2 separate regions of the Nomascus leucogenys genome follow, and region 2 is linked to region 1. The links are chromatin contacts, called in public Hi-C maps. All regions are on one chromosome and are shown on one strand. Each heading gives the region's core, a stretch centred on a gene start, on an enhancer-like site or on the middle of the called end of the contact. The rest is flanking DNA. Distances are from core to core; before and after follow the strand shown.

Region 1 (7,806 bases), core at 3,194-5,693:
ACCTTTCCCTGCCCAGACTCAAGGCCATTGGCACCTGGTCCTCTTCTCTTTCCAGCTCTGTCTCTGTGCCCTCCCCATTCCTGGTCAGCCTCTAGCACTGTTGGCCCACCTGCCTATCTCAGACCTCTATGGCTCTGGGTCAGTCTTAGACAAACTACTCCCCCTTCTCCCCCTGTCAAACATCACTTACCCTTCCAGTCAAAGGTCTGTGTCTCTATAAAGGCTTCTCCATCCCACCTGAGTCAGACCCAAGAGCTCCCTCTTCTGTGCTGTCCCAGCACTTTTGAGTCACTTCTATTATTACCCCCACTTCCTTGGAGGACAGTTATTTGTTCTTATGTTCATATTGTTCTTATGTTCTTATGTTAAGTAGACTGAATTTCTTGGGGACTAGACCTTAATCATCTCTATATCCCTGGTCATGAGCAACAGTGCCTGATACATCACAGAATCTCAATACATACTCTATTTGTCAATGAAGGGTGATTATCTGGGTATCTTGACTGTTGGGGTTGAGGTAGGATGAAGGCAGCTTTGGGAAGAACTCCAATGAGCAGAAAAAGGGAAGGGACATTTGGGTGGAAGAAACAGTTTGAACAAAGGCACCGCTGTAGAAAGTCATGGACAAACATGGGAGCCTGCAGGGAAGGAGGGGAAGGGGAGGCTGCAGCACAGGGGGCTCCGAGCATGGTCCTGGGCTGCTTGTGTGCATCAGTGAATGCACCAGGCCTTTGCAGAAACTTGATGTATTGGCACTGATCCACAGAGAAGGGAACAGAGGCCCAGGAAGGAAGGTCACACAGCTTATGAGTTGGTGATGGAGATGGGATGAGACCATTCCATTAGACTTTAAAACCCATGGCTTATTGGGGCCCTAGAGAACACTTAGTAATTCAGGTTGTCTGGTGCCTAGAGTAAGTCAGTAGGTTGTGAGAGGAAAGGTGTGGAAAGGACAGAATTATATTATTCATAATATCTAGGGTGGTTTATTTTTCTGCCTTCCATGTGCAAAAACCTGGGCTGAGCATTTTTATATATCACCTCATCAAAACGAACAGCACCTTTATCAAGCGATTACCCCTATTTTACAGATAAGGAAACTAAATGTCAGAGAGTTCAATAATTTTCCCAAGATCACGAAGCCAATAAGTGATGGAGTCATGACTTAAATTCAGGTCTTTTGATGACACAACCCAGACTAATTGGGAAAGAGCTTCATGGGTAAGTCGTGAGTCATAACTTAATTTCAATTCCTGGTGACATAATGAGGGTACAAATTTTCAATTTTTTTTTTTTGCCATGGGCAAGTTCCAAGCCTGGGCTTCTCTTCCAACACTGTCCCTCCCTTCCCTGTATAGTTCTGCTCACTTGCCCTGTCTTCTTGCTCTGTTCTCTATGCCCACATGTATAGAACTGGATCCCCAATCAAGGCTAACTGCTAGCCTTAAAGAAAGACTAGTCTTCCGGCAGATAAGAAGGGCTGTTAAGGAAGATGAGGGGACAGGAAAGCAAGGGGAATGTCAAAGAAATAAGGGGCCTGGCCAATATCTCAAGAACATATGCAGCCATGGCCCTGGAAGGGCAGGGGGGACTTCATTTCCTTTTCCAGATTCCTTTTTTCCTTTGAGGTTCAGTCCCAAATGGGTAAAGTTCAAATACTAGCCTTACTCAGAATTCCCTAGTCCTGCTTGCTCAAAAGGTGGATTTCCTGGCCTCACTCCGATCTTCAAAACATCTTTTTGTGGGGCTTGAGAGTCTGCCTTTTAAAATAGCACCCCAGAGAGTCTACACATTGAGGGCCTTGCCTTCTGTAATGCAGTTACATCCATGGGCTTTCGCTGTTGCTGCTGAGAGAACTTGGGGTACCAGGAAGTTGAGGTTGGAGGCCTTCCAGTTCCCTGCCCTAATCAGAGGCATTGACCTGGAGGCCCTGTGTAGGAGTCCCCATCTTTCGGAATTAGTGATGTGGTTAGAGTAGCAACGTGACTCTCTGTGGACGGAAGAAGGTAGGTCGGATGTGAGAGTCTCCCTCCATGAACATGTGTGCGTCATCTGAGTCAAAGCTTGTATCTTTACTCTCAAAAACAAGTCATTTTTGTTCCTGTCAGCATCTTGGCCAGCCCACAACAAAGAGTACAAGCTGGATGCTGTGCTGCAATAAAGAGGCCTCAGGTGATCCTGTAGAGTATGGCTGGAGAGAACAGGAAAGGATTATTCCCCCAGGGGCTGATGGGGCTGCCTTCAGCAACACAAAAACATGCTTACAGAAAACTGCCGGAGGACATAGGAGTGATCTGCTTGCATGAGGTTTTTCAACCACCAGGAATGGGTTGACCTAGTCCAGAGCCCTCTAATAAAGTGACTTTCAAACGGACTGCACTTCAAAATAATCCAAAGCTTTAACAAATAGAGATGCCCAGGTCTCATCCTAGATGTACCAAATTCAACTCTCAGGGATGGGGTCTGGGACTCTGTGCAAAGCCCCCTGGGAATTCTGGAACAACTAATCTGGCGCTGCTCCAGGAAATAGCACTTGGAAAGCACTCCAGCAAGGTGGGAGGGAAAATTATTCCAGCTTGAACACTACAGTATGAAGTCATCCTTTCCCTCTTCACCCTGTCTCTTCCCTTCCCTTTCTTGCTCTCTATAACATAGCAGGAGGCTCAGAAGAGCTTCTTCTGTTACGCTTCTTGTAGGGCAGTACAGGGAAAGATGTGGCTGTGTAAATTCCAGGAGGGCTTCAAGTATATTTAAATATGGGTTGCTTGCCACATTCACCTGCCTATCATGTTTGCAGATGACAACTGCAGAATGTGGCACCCAGGTCTTAAAAGTCATGAAGCAGAATTGGATAACATCTGTCCAAGTCATGACAAAGAGGGTTCCTGTGCTGGGAGTGGGGGCTAATGAACCTGGAGATCCTTTCCAACACAGACATTCCCTGATGCCAACGATAACCTTTTCAAATTGTTGTTTTCTTGATTTTTATCTGTTTCTGGCACCTCTTTTGATTCCCTATATGAAGATAACCCCCAGGTTGAGTGCACTGAAATAATTTAGGTAATGAGAAGCTGAAAGTTACTAGAGATGGAAGCAATTAGTGTGTATGAAGTGTGCATTGTGTGAGTCTTAGGCTGTGTCTTTAAGCAACAAACTTTTATTGGTGTCACCATCTTTCTAGGCACAATGCAAACCCAGTGAGGATGAGATTTGGCGTTTAAAAGTGTTTCTGACCAGAGATGCCTGAGAGAATGACCCAGGGATCAAACAGAGATGCAAGAGAGCAAGGCTCCAAGGAAACTCACCTCAGCCTGTTTCCTCAACTGCTTTCCGCACCTTTGTTTGGGGGTGGAGGAATAGAAAATGGGCTTGAATTTTTCAATCTAAAATTCTCTGTTCGAGCCTGAAATTCTCTTACCTTATAGGAAAAGTAGTTGTATCTTTCAGGGATATAATGGGTGCTAACTGCATGGGTGAAATTATCTGAATCCCAGAGAAATGCTCTTTAGAAGAATCCACCAGACTCCTTCCTTTCTAAATCATACCCTTCTTCGAAGTTCCCTTCAATCCTTGGATCCTCTGTGGACACTGTTCCGATTATTCAAGCACTAAATGATCTCCTCCTGTCTGCATACCTGGCTCTGATTCTAGAGTATACACCTGTATCGGCACAACTGATTTAGCTATTAATCATGTATGTGTTTCTGATAGCTCTCAGTTAGCTGCCTGGGATGGTTATTTACCTTTTTGTGCTAGTTTTACCTTCTCAATGGGACTTTGAGCAAATTAAGAGTGAAAACACATCTGTACTGATCCGTTTACATGTCCAATAAATAGATTTTAGTGCCAATGTGTGCAGCCATTGCTCTAGGTCTTGATACAGATATATACCAGGTGGTAGAGGCTATAAAGACAAAGCAAGCTAAGGGGAGTTAAGTGATAGAATCAGGAAAATCATTGACCTGAAAAGTGAATAATAACCTCATTCACTTTTTTCTGTTTATCAAAGAATGCCATATGCTAGATGCTAAAACAATTTACATCTGTGTGACCAGAGCAAGCCATTATAAAAAGGAAACAATCCAAATGGAAGAAACATTTTATCAGGCTGGAAAACACAGTTATTGAATTAAACTCCAAAATGGAAGCCATAGCTTACAAATGGACACTGCAGAAAACTGAATTAATGAGTAAAAGGCAAACTGAAGATAAATTTCCTAGAACACAAAAGCAAAAGATAAAGAAATGAAAATGAAAGAATAGAGTAAACATGAAATACAGATATCAAAGAGCTAACCTACACATAACAGGAGTTCCTAAAAATAATGAACAGACTCTTTTGGAGCAGAAGCCATATGTAGAAAATATAATGGCTTTAAGTAAAATCTTATTGTAAAAACTGAATGTGCTTACTGTATTAGTCAGGAGTCTGGGTTGTGTCAGGCTCAGTTCAAACCGGCTTAAACAAAAAAGGAATTTTGCTGGCTCACTTAATGAAGTCCAAGGGTTCACTAGGAATCCATCCCTGCTGCTCTTGCTTTTCTCTGGGTTGCCATCATTCTTGGGAGGGTTGTTCCTGCAGCGTGACATTCAGTATCTCCAGACTTACATTCTCCCAGTTTACCAATCCCAATGGAAAAGAGAGTTCTAATACATGTGCCATTAACCTTGGGTTAATCCTCATTGATTTTTATTGGCTTGGCTTGGGTCATGTACTCACCCTTGAATCAATCTATGCAATTGAGAAGTGTTGTTGCCTTAATTTCACCGGCAGCACACACCCACTCCTGGGATGAGAGGATGGGTCAGCTTTACCCAGAGTCATATGGACTGCAAATAAGGGAGAGATCATTTCCCAGAGGAAAATGGAGTTGCTACTTCCAGAAGAAAGGGGGAAGAATGCTAGGTAGGCTAAATAACATCACATTGGGCAGATAGAAAAGAGCTACTACTCTCAAATCTATTCAGGTAGAACTTTTACATCTAAGATACTACAAAAACTGAATAAATAAGTAGGCAAGGAGAAAACAAGTCGAGCATTCTTCAGATTTATTTTCCATAACTCTAAATGTGAGAAGACAATGAAACAAAGTATTTTAATCTGTGAAGGAAAGAAGTTGTGTGACCTGAGAATTCTATGCCTGGGTAAATTGTCACTCATAACGTATGCACTAGGAAAATACAATTCCCGGGACTCTCCCTGAGCAAACTAATAAAAAATGTATCACAATAAGGATAAATTAGAGTTGGTACAAATTATCACCCAGTCCTATCATTCTACCTCTGAAATATACTACAAATTGGTCCCCTTTCCACTGTCAATCTGATATCATGTTAGTCCAAGTCAGTATCATATTTTATCTGGACCATTGCCACAGCCTATTAACTTGCCTATCTCTTCCACTCTCAACCCTTCTAAGCCATTCTCTACATGTCATCCAATGGTCTAGTAAGCCAGATCATGTCACTTCCTTGCTTAAAATAATTTTACAGCTTCTTACGGGTATTAGTTTGGTCTCCCACTGCTATAAAAACATACCCAAGACTGGGTAATTTATAAAGGAAAGAGGTTTAATTGACTCACAGTCCTGTAGGGCTGGGGAGGCCTTAGGAAACTTACAATCATGGCAGAAGTGGAAGCAAACACGTCCTTCTTCATATGGCGGCAGGAAGAAGTGCTGAGCAAAGAGGGAAAAGCCCCTTATAAAACCAGCAGATCTCATGAGAACTCACCCACTATTACGAGAACAGCAGCATGGGGGTAACTGCTCCCATAATTCAATTACCTCCCATCAGGTCCCTCCCATGACATGTGGGGATTATGGGAACTACAATTCAAGATGATATTTGAGTGGAGATACAGCCAAACCATATCCTATGGCATGTAGTGTCAATTCAAGTTCCTTACTATGACCTTCAAGACCTTGCCTGATTCCACCTCTGCAGTTATTCCCAGCCCAGCCACACTATCCTCTACTCACCATGCCATAGTCACATAGCCACTGATCAGTTCTTGCTGTGCACATGCTAAGCTCTTTCTTCTCTCAGGGCCTTTACTCATGCTGTTCCCTCGACCTGGAACTCTCTTCCCTCAACCCTTTCTTTTCCTGGCTCCTTCTTTCTCATTACATCTCAGCTTACTTATATCACCTCTTCAGATGTTCTCTGGTCTCAGATAAGAGATAAGAGAGAAACTTATCTGAAAATAAGTTTCCTTTTATTTTTTTTGGCACCCTTATCTCAGGCCACTAATCACAAATTGTAGCTATATATTTATGTGTTTACTTGTGTTACATTTGTCTTCTCTTAGAGTATGAACCCCACAAAAGCAGGGACCATGTTTATTTTATTTGCCACTGAATTCCCAGGTCTTAGCACTGTGTATGACACAGAAATGGTGTGCAATTTATATTTGTAGGAGGAAGGCAAGAAGAAACATTGAAATGGGGTAACTATATATAGAAGCAAATATATAGAAAGAAGTTATGGGAATTGATTTAACTATAATTTCTAAGGTGATGGTAAATACTTTTTTCTATTAAAGAGATGAACTATGATGTTAGAAAATGGAGCAGAAAGCATATTTAAAAGAGTAAATAAACACATTCAGTATATAGTGCTTTTGGTTCCTAATTTGGTGCCATAAAAATTGATATAGGCCGGATGTGGTGGCTCATGCCTATAATCCCAGCACTTTGGGAGGCTGAGGCAGGCAGATCTCTTGAGGCCAGGAGTTCGAAACCAGCCTGGCCAACATGGCGAAACCCTGTCTCTACTAAAAATACAAAAATTAGCCAGGTGTGGTGACACAGGCCTGTAATCCCAGCTACTCTGGTGGCTGAGGCACGAAAATCACTTGTACCCTGAAGGTGGAGGTTGCGGTGAGCCAAGATTGCACTACTGCACTCCGGCCTGAGAAACAGAGTAAGACTCCATCTAAACAAAAACAAACAAACAACAACAAAAAACAAACCATACCAAACAAAAGATATTGACTGATGTGATTTGAAGCTCTGAGAGTAGAATTAACTGTGCATGTAGAGTGACTGGCCTTGAAGAAAGGATAGAATTCAGAAAATTAGGGAGAGGTATGAAGGGAATTTTGTGTGTGTGTGTGTGCGCGTGTGTGTGTGCATGTGCATGCATGCTGGGGTGAGGTAGGAAAAAACTAGGTGAGCAGAGATTTGGCACTGAGACAGAGTAAACAGAGTGAGGTGGGAGGGTGAGGAGCACCTAAGACTTCCAGGTACAAGAAAACTTGTGGTAGGTTAAACTCACAGACGGTAATGTAGAAAGTGTTGCCATGAGGACAAAGCATCCACCTTGGAGGGGCTTGTTGCTATGTATGTGTGCCTGCAGTCGACACAAGTCTTAGCAGGAGTCCTAAGAAAAGGTTCCCAGCCCATTTGGTCTGTGGACAATAAGGACCCCTTGTGGTACAACAAAGAAGGTGAGAGACAGATGTAATGAAGAGGCTTCAGGGGCTAGAGATACTGGCCAGGAAAGGACAGCCTGGGTGGGGCATCATGAGTGAAGAGGGTGCATGAGGATTCTGTATGACAGGGAAGGAAGGCAGAAGGTTCTGGAAACAAACTTGTACTACTCCCCATGAACCCCAAAGCAGGTCTTGTTTAGGGGGAGAGAGCAAAGCTGCTCTCTGTTCTTGGCAAACAGTCTTTGTGTATGTTGATCATGATGTCCCTCAAAGCAGCCCCCATGGGCGTTGCCCCCACTGTTTCACCTAGGTGCAGTGAAGAGTGGTAGATACAGCATTCCTAGGCAGCAGACCTGGGCTGGAATACCTGT
Region 2 (7,806 bases), core at 1,783-4,282, 69 kb before region 1:
CAGGTGGCCTTTATCACCAGGAGGGTCCCACCCCTCAGTGAGCTGCTTAGCAGTGGGAGCACAGGGAGCCCCAGGCTTGGAGTCGAGTCAGTGGCCTAGGCCTGGTCCATGCTCCTGCCCTGAGCTTCAGGGCGGGTCTCTGTGCCTTGGAGTGAGCAGGCAGTTGGGTTGGTAAACAATAACAGTAAATTTGGGGTTTTCCTTTGACTGGGTTGGAGACAGGAAATGCAGGAGGCTGTGAGTGACGAGTGGGTAGAGTGGGTAGCAGGTAGGTCGGGTAGGTCGGGCCTGCTCAGGGTGTGAAGGAAATTCAGTTATTCAAGGGAGGAGGGTGAGGGTGGTGAGGCTGGGGAAAGTGGCTGGCCCACTTACTGGTGAATATAAACAAACCCTCTGGGCACTGCCCAGGTGGTGCAGAGTGGGGACAGGGGAGGCTTTGAGGGGCTGCCACCGCATCCTCAGCCCTGAGAATGCAGCTCCTTTCGGGCTCTGTCTCTGGAAGCCTACATTTAGGGGCTCCAGCCACCCCTGGGTCCTTTTGCTCACTTCATTTCCCTGTCTTCTCCCTGCACTCAGTCAGAACAGTGTGGCTCCCCAGCATACTCGACCACTAGATAATCCAGGCACTTGGTGTATGTCCTGTGCTTTGGGAGAAACAAATGAAGTGTAGGGCCCAGTTCCTGCCCTTGAGAACCTAGTTGGGGAGATACAAAATGCCTGTGTGCAGCAGCAAGGGCTTTGTCTTTCCTTCCCCTGTACCCACAGGCCTGGATACGTTAGGGGCTGTTCCAGACTGAGAACAATGTGTCATTCAAGCCCAGGTGGCATAGGGCAGCCTCTTATGGCCCCAGAGGTCTTCAGATGAGCATGAGTGAGGTGAAAAAAACAAAATGAAAAAATAAACCACACGCTGGATCCTCGTCCTCTGGACGAAGATCTCACATCCATGCCTTGTTGGGGAGGATTTCAGTCCTCCCCCACCCAGGCATGTGAAGATTAAATGAGGCTGTGTCAAGACTTGGAAAGGTGGGGGAAGCGCAACTCCTGTGTGGAAAGATAGGACTGCCCCCTGGGCTCTGGGCCACCATTCAGACAGGTCAGTGCCTTGGCCTTTTCAGCCTAGGCTGCTCTTTAAAAAGAAGACCTTCAGCCGCTATCCAGGAGTAAAAATGTCACATTTTCAACATTCAGCTCATCTTGAGCACCTCCTCTGTGTCATGCCCAGTGCTCAGGACTTTGGAGACACACAGATGAGTCCAGAAGTGGGTCTAGCCTTCGTGGAGCTCAGCATAGAGAAGTGGCGGGCGTTGCTGTAACAGAAGGAGAACTGATGCTCTCCAAAACAGGAGCAGAGGTGGTTGGAGTGCATAAGGTGGAGCTATTCTGTTAGAGACCCAGGAGAGCTTCCTAGCAGCCCTTGGAGCTGGCACCTGACTGACAGTTTTGATGGCAGAAAATGGAATAGCATGATGGAGATTTCCCCATTGCATTTCTGCTCTCACTTCTCTATGCAAGAGCTAGATCCTTCCCTCTCCAACAGGTTCACCCCTCCTGTCTTTTGGTCTGAACTGCTGTCTGTCTGCTCATCTGATTAGCTTGACCTTTGACCCCTCATGGGTTCTGCTCACGGAAATCTGATTTACTCCTCTCTGTGGGGTGCCCTTGGTGTTTTCTGTCTATTTTCCCTTTCCAGCCCCTCCAACTTGGATTCCCCTCATAAGTGATGTTTGCTCCCTGAAAACCAAAATTTGGGGATGTGGTCTGATGGAGATTTTGCCACATTTCACTCAATTCATTAAGTTTTTAAAAAGTGTTACAGTGGTACACCTTAAACTTAGATCTTTTGTAGTTAGGCACTTTATGAATCATCATGGAAAATGATGGCATTACATGAAATTGAGAGCCCTCCTGGAAGAGCAGGATGAGCAATTGTTAGGGGCTTCCTTGCCCCTCTTCCCTCTGCCACTAAAAAGCCTTTCTCATCCCTTTGTCCTCATGGTTCTTACTCCACTCAGTTTGAAAGTGGAGCCCTTGGGAGCCTCCCTGGCACTCACACACAGAAATGTCAATATACTTGGTGTCCACCCTTTCCATTTTTAACACACCACCATCTGGAACCCAGGATTACCTTGGAATTTACTTGTCTCCTCCAGAGGGAGTCATAATTGCCTGGAAGGTAAGTTACTGCCCAGAGCCTCTGGCCAGGAAGTCTTTGGGCTGTCAAGCCTGCAGGATTTCAGGTGGGGCTGCCGAGGTGGTGGAACCTGTGTTTGATAAGTCATTTTTGGGGACCAGGGCTGCCATGCAAATGCATTTGTTTGCATAACTTTCTTGCTGTCAGGGACAGTAAAGTTTCCTACTGCCATCCCACACCCCTGCCAGGATTTGCAAGTGAAATGCCTGGACTGACTTTCCACTATCCCCCTTCAGGAGTCCTCCTCCCTTCCAAGTCCTCCCCCACCCTTTGGTTTTGGTTTTGTCTCTGAGGTCCTGTGTGACCAAATACTAGTCTCAACCTTTCTGATCCTAGGGTAGTACTGTTCCCAGGACCCTGATATGCAAAGTATCTGTACAAGTTATGCAAATAAGCATCCTGTCTGGGTAGCTCTGGTCCTAGCCCAGGGCAGTTACTAGCTCTGACTACTGCTGTCCGAGTGTGTGAAACGTGATCTTGCTCCTTCCTCTGTCCAGGCAGCTGTGGGTCTCTTGTTCCTCAAACAGTTACCGCCTCTTAGGGTAATAAGGCCTCGAGTTTCAGAATGAGCTGAGTTCTCCCAGCCCTTACCTTCTGATTTGGAGACATGTGGTTCTGAACTCACCAGTCAAAGGTTTACTTTTGAAAGAAACCGCGATCTCATCTAAGTCTAAGAGACCTTGGTTAGCTGGAGTCTGTGGTGCAGAGAGACCTGGTATTTGTAGTAAGACCTAGAGGGGCCTTTGGTTTTCTGGCACTCAGCTGTCTCCTTTTCTGGTCAGAAACCTATTCTAAGGACATGGTCCTCATAGTGAGACTCTAGCCCTACCCACCCACAGGAGGGTCGAGGGCAGGAGGGGAAGGATGACAGCCAGGCATTCTTTGAGCCAGTGTGCAAGGAAGAGAAAGGGTAGATGAGAAATTTAGTCTGATCGGCTTATTTCAGGCTCCGAAAATGACAGCTGACTCAGGGCAGGTGCTTAGTATCTGTTGGATGGATGAATGCATCTAAAGGAAAATTAACACAAGTAATTTTAGTAACTCAAACAAGACATTATATATACATATACAGACATACAGAGTGAGGCGTGAACCTTTCTCTTTATAACGTCTCCACCTCAGTGATGCCAATTCCCTCTCCAGAAATAACTTCATTGAACAGCTTTATTTTTTTTGAAATTTTTATCCAAAAGTTTCTGTTAATTTATCTGGATACAAATATACTTATAAGCACAACTGAGAAATTTCTTTGGCAGTTATAACAAGTATAAATGGAATCATTAGGCATATTGTTCTGCAACCTGCTTTTAAAAAATTATGATAAAATACACTTAACTGAAAATTTACCATCTTAAACATTTTTAATTGTAAACTTCACTAGTATGTTCACGTTGTTGTGCAACTGACAGAACTTTTTCATGCCCACTAAATAACATACAACTTGCTTTTTCCACTTAGCATATCTTGTGAATTTCCATGACCAAACTCATAGAACTATCATTCTTTTTTTAAATAGTTGCAGAGTATTTTATAATATGATGTACCACGATTTATCTGCTATGGATGGCTATTTCCCACCTCCTTTCTTTTTTATTTGTCTTTTAACCTCATTTGCACTGAAGGATTACCCTCCCCCCTTTCTCTACTATTTATATAGATCTCACAAATATCTTGTACAATATCTTCGAGCACATGTGTAAGGATTTCTGTAGTATAGATCCCTAGTAGTGGAATGGTGAGATCTAAGGGTATACACATTTTAGTTTTTGATACGGACTGCCAAAAAGACAGTATCGATTTATGAATGAATGCACTTTGCATATTGCTTTCCAAGTGAGAGCTTTATGAAAGGGTTTGCTGTCAGCAGCAAATCTGGGGGTAGAGTCAGTCAGCCGAGAGTAAAAGGGCATTTGTAGCACTTCCCAAAACTGATAGATGTAAACCCTTGGCCACATTGTGGGCGAGTGGAAAAGTCAGATGTAGAGGGGTTTAGGGGATTCCTTCAACATCTCCCCACATCAGTGGCCCTGCTCACTCAATTATGGCTGTTTGCATACATTTTGGGCGTGTAGGCAGAATGGCTCAAAGACAAAAATCTGAGGTTCAGCCTTGTTCGGCCTCCTGGTGTTTGATCTTGACTGGGCTACCTGCTTCTCTGACTGGCATGCAAATGCCTGTGGGGGATGACAAGTGTGCACATAACATAAGTGACATAAGGCCGACTCTGGTGGGTGCTGTAAGAGAGGCCCAGAGTGCTGTGGGAAGTTACAGAGGAGGCACCCCTCTGGTTAGGAATAGCAGGGAGGAGGAGGCGGCTTTGACTCAGGGTCATAGGTGTTGTGGGGTACACAGGACACATGCAGGTCCCACTATATAGGAGCTCACTAGACAGGAGCTCAGCCACATTGCCTCCCAATGTGACACTGATTGTGTGCCCAGCCCTCTGCTGGGTACCGAATCTGAGGCATCAGTCTTGGGGATGGCTTGGGATGTGGTGGTCAGTAGCTCAGTTGCATATGGCACAAGATAAATCTTTGGAGTTACTCTAAGCTGGGTCCCAACTATGAGCAGATGACTCGTCCTCTCTGAGCCTCAGCTCGTCAACCGGTAAAATGGGAATTATTATTGAGGCACCCATGAACATGTGCCCCAGAGACCTCCTATTATGGGGAGCTTAATTGTCCAAGGGCCCCAGCTACGGCGCTCTGAAATTCATTGTCTCATTTGTGTGGAGGCCACACTTCCTTCCTCCTGCTCCCAGTCAATGACAGTACAACAGGGATGCGAAGGTACACCTGTTCCTGGGAGAACCAGGACTTGAAGGATGGCCAGCTTTGCCCCTGGCAACTTCATAGACACTTGTGCCTGGGGCCCTTGTATGCATCCTCCTCTCCCTCTTTCCTTAGTGAGGTCACACACTGGTAGTTCCCCAGCCTTGCTTCACAGTCCCTATTTTCTCTCATGAAGAAATTTCCCCTAACTGAACCCTTGTATGTGTAATCCTGTTTTGGCATCTGCTTCTTGGAAAATCTAGACTACAATATTATCACCAACCTTAGAAGGTGGTGAGGACTAAATGAAAAATCAGGTAAAAAAATCATATGAAAGACTTAGCATAGTTAAATCATGTAAACAATTATGGAAAAGCCTCAGCCTGGCACATAGCACTCATTATTATATATTCTCATGCATTATGTAGTGGGTACTGTAGCCATCATTGTACCAGTGTGAGCAGGTTAATTTAACTTAGGAGACTGCATTTAGGAGTCAAGAAGCCTGCTTTCCTGCCCCTTCCCTGCTCTATCTCCCGAGTTCTCTATCCCCTCACATGTGCCCTTTATATAAGAGTGGCAGTTGTTACTGTTAACTCCCTAGGCTGGCCCCGGACTCCTCTTTTTGGGATAAAGGTGATTAACGCTGTGTGGCTTTCATTGAGAAGGGAGGCTGCTACAAGGGTCTGCTGCAGGGACGTTCAGACCAAGTGGATTTGTGGCTCTTTAGCCCCGCAGAGAGGAGCCCCTGCCCTGCTGAGCTGTAGGCTTGCTGGGAGGTAGCAGGAGTAGGTGGGTGGGTCACCGAGGGGTGCTGGCAGCCGGGCAGTGTTGGTGGTGGGGGCCGAGGGAGGATGTTGGGAAGACAGTGAGCCTCCAAGTGAAACAGACCATGAGAGGCGAGGTGAGTCACAGGTTTCTCTCAAAACCCCCATGCCCATGGTCTCTAGAATGTGCTGAAAGTGGAGCCCGCCAGCCCCAGCCTAGGCCCCAGTTCTAAGAATGCCTCCCCTTCTCTCCCTCCCACAGTCGCCCAAATTAATCAGGCCCTCGGCTTTGGGGGGTATCGTTCTCTTATAAGAATGCGGCAGAGAAAACCGCTGGGTTGTATCCCAGCAAAGGAGGCCACAGAGATTAGGGCTGATTGGGAGGAAATGTGAGAACAGCGGTGTCTAGTTTAGGTTTTAGAACCTGGCTCTTCCTGCTCACACCACCAAAGAAAATTTGGCTTGAGAGATTCAAAAGAGGTTGTGTGGTGTGTAGCCTCGAACCCCAGATTCCTACAGATCTGGATTCATGGTCTTGCTCTAGCACTCAGCAGCTCAGAGCCCTCGGTGTTTGTATGCCTCAATTCCCCAATTAGTAAAAACAGTGATTTAAGAGCATCTTTGTCACAGCGCTGTTGTGAGAATGAGATAGTTAATCAGTGTTAACCTTTAGCCCAGTTCCTAAATTAAAGCCCTATGAAGAGCCTCTCAGCTCAGTTCAGAGACCGCCAGTTCCCCCTTGTGAGTCTTTCTTTTCTTTTGGATTTTTGATCTCCAGCGACTCCATAAGGAAGTGAAATAATTATCCCCATTTTATAGATTTGTAAACGGAGGCTCAGCGTGATTAAGTACCTAGGAAACAATCCTTTGTAGTACAGGACCGTGAGGTTCAACGGAGGTTTATCGCCTCCTTGGGACACCACCCAAAGGCAAAAGGGAGGCAGTGAAGGCATTTGAAGCTCAGAGAGGCTCAAGGCCAAGCCATGGCTTAGGGACCTGCAAAGTTCCAGGAGCTGCAGAGCTGGACGGGTGGGGCAGAAGCCACTCTTTCCATCCTCCAGGTCCTCGTGGTGGAACATTCCTCAGTTATAAGCAAAATTCATTTTGAGTTTTGTTCACATGTCACTTTTTCTTTCTCTTCTCTTCTCTTCTCTTTTCTTTTCTTTTCTTCTTTCTTTTTTTGAGGGAGTCTCACTCTGTCTCCCAGGCTGGAGTGCAGTGGCGTGACCTTGGCTCACTGCAACCTCTGCCTCCTGAGTTCAAGTGACTCTCGTGCCTCAGCCTCCCATGTAGCTGGGATTACAGCCACCCGCCACCACGCCCAGCTACTATTTGTATTTTTTAGTCAAGACGGAGTTTCACCATGTTGGCCAGGCTGGTCTCGAACTCCTAACCTCAAGTTACCCACCTGCTTCAGCCTCCCGAAGTGCGGGAATTACAGATGTGAGTCACTGCCCCTTGGCCACATGTCACTTTTTCAATGATACCTACCCTTATTGTCTGATTTAGAACTGCAATTTTCCCTCCCACCTTTGACTCCTCACTCTGGACATTCTCTATAACCCTTCATGGCTTTATTTTAAAAAAATCATTTTCATTGAATTACTCTGTACATACACACAGTTATCCTACTTAATTTTACCCCATAGATCTGATCACCTTCTAAAAATCTGTATAACTTGTTTATAATGGCTGGCATGTAACCTCCACAAGGGCAGGGATTTGTGTCTGTTTTATCCATGGACACATCCCAGTGCCTAGCATATAGCAGCTCTCAGCTACTTGTTGAAGGTTGGTGGGAAACTGCTGGCATCCAGTACTCTTTGCAGAGAATGAAGATGAACCCCTGACTTGACGGTTTCGTGGAGAACAACACAAGGCACTGTATGAGTCAGTGCCAAGGGCTGTGGTAGAGACAGCAGCACGTGCTGGGGCCAGGGGCAGGTCCCCAGAAGTCTGTGAGATCCAGGGAAGCCCTCCTAGAGGAGGTTAGTTGGCACTCCCATTTCTTTAGCTCCCCCATCAGCTGAGACAGCTCCCCCTGCCCTAATAGAGGGAAGGCTTCACTCTGTCA

Evidence for each region. A called contact is a pair of places that touch in the nucleus more often than the background predicts.
Region 2: a Hi-C map of a lymphoblastoid cell line shows a contact between it and region 1, with 5 times the contacts expected there. The contact joins two enhancer-like sites. A contact is called at or near these places in 4 of 4 Hi-C or Micro-C datasets (a lymphoblastoid cell line and an unstated tissue).

What each region holds. Positions count from the first base shown.
Region 1 is chr5:53,904,543-53,912,348 of Asia_NLE_v1, reverse strand. The region is part of intron 2 of IL19 (interleukin-19); the gene reads left to right. Among named protein-coding and RNA genes, the nearest start is that of IL10, 33 kb to the left of the region's middle. Within about 2 kb of position 4,443, the one cell type or tissue checked has an H3K27ac peak away from gene starts, as active enhancers do. A contact at or near this core is called in a lymphoblastoid cell line, where this site is marked.
Region 2 is chr5:53,972,582-53,980,387 of Asia_NLE_v1, reverse strand. No RefSeq gene overlaps it. Among named protein-coding and RNA genes, the nearest start is that of IL19, 33 kb to the right of the region's middle. Within about 2 kb of position 3,032, the one cell type or tissue checked has an H3K27ac peak away from gene starts, as active enhancers do. A contact at or near this core is called in a lymphoblastoid cell line, where this site is marked.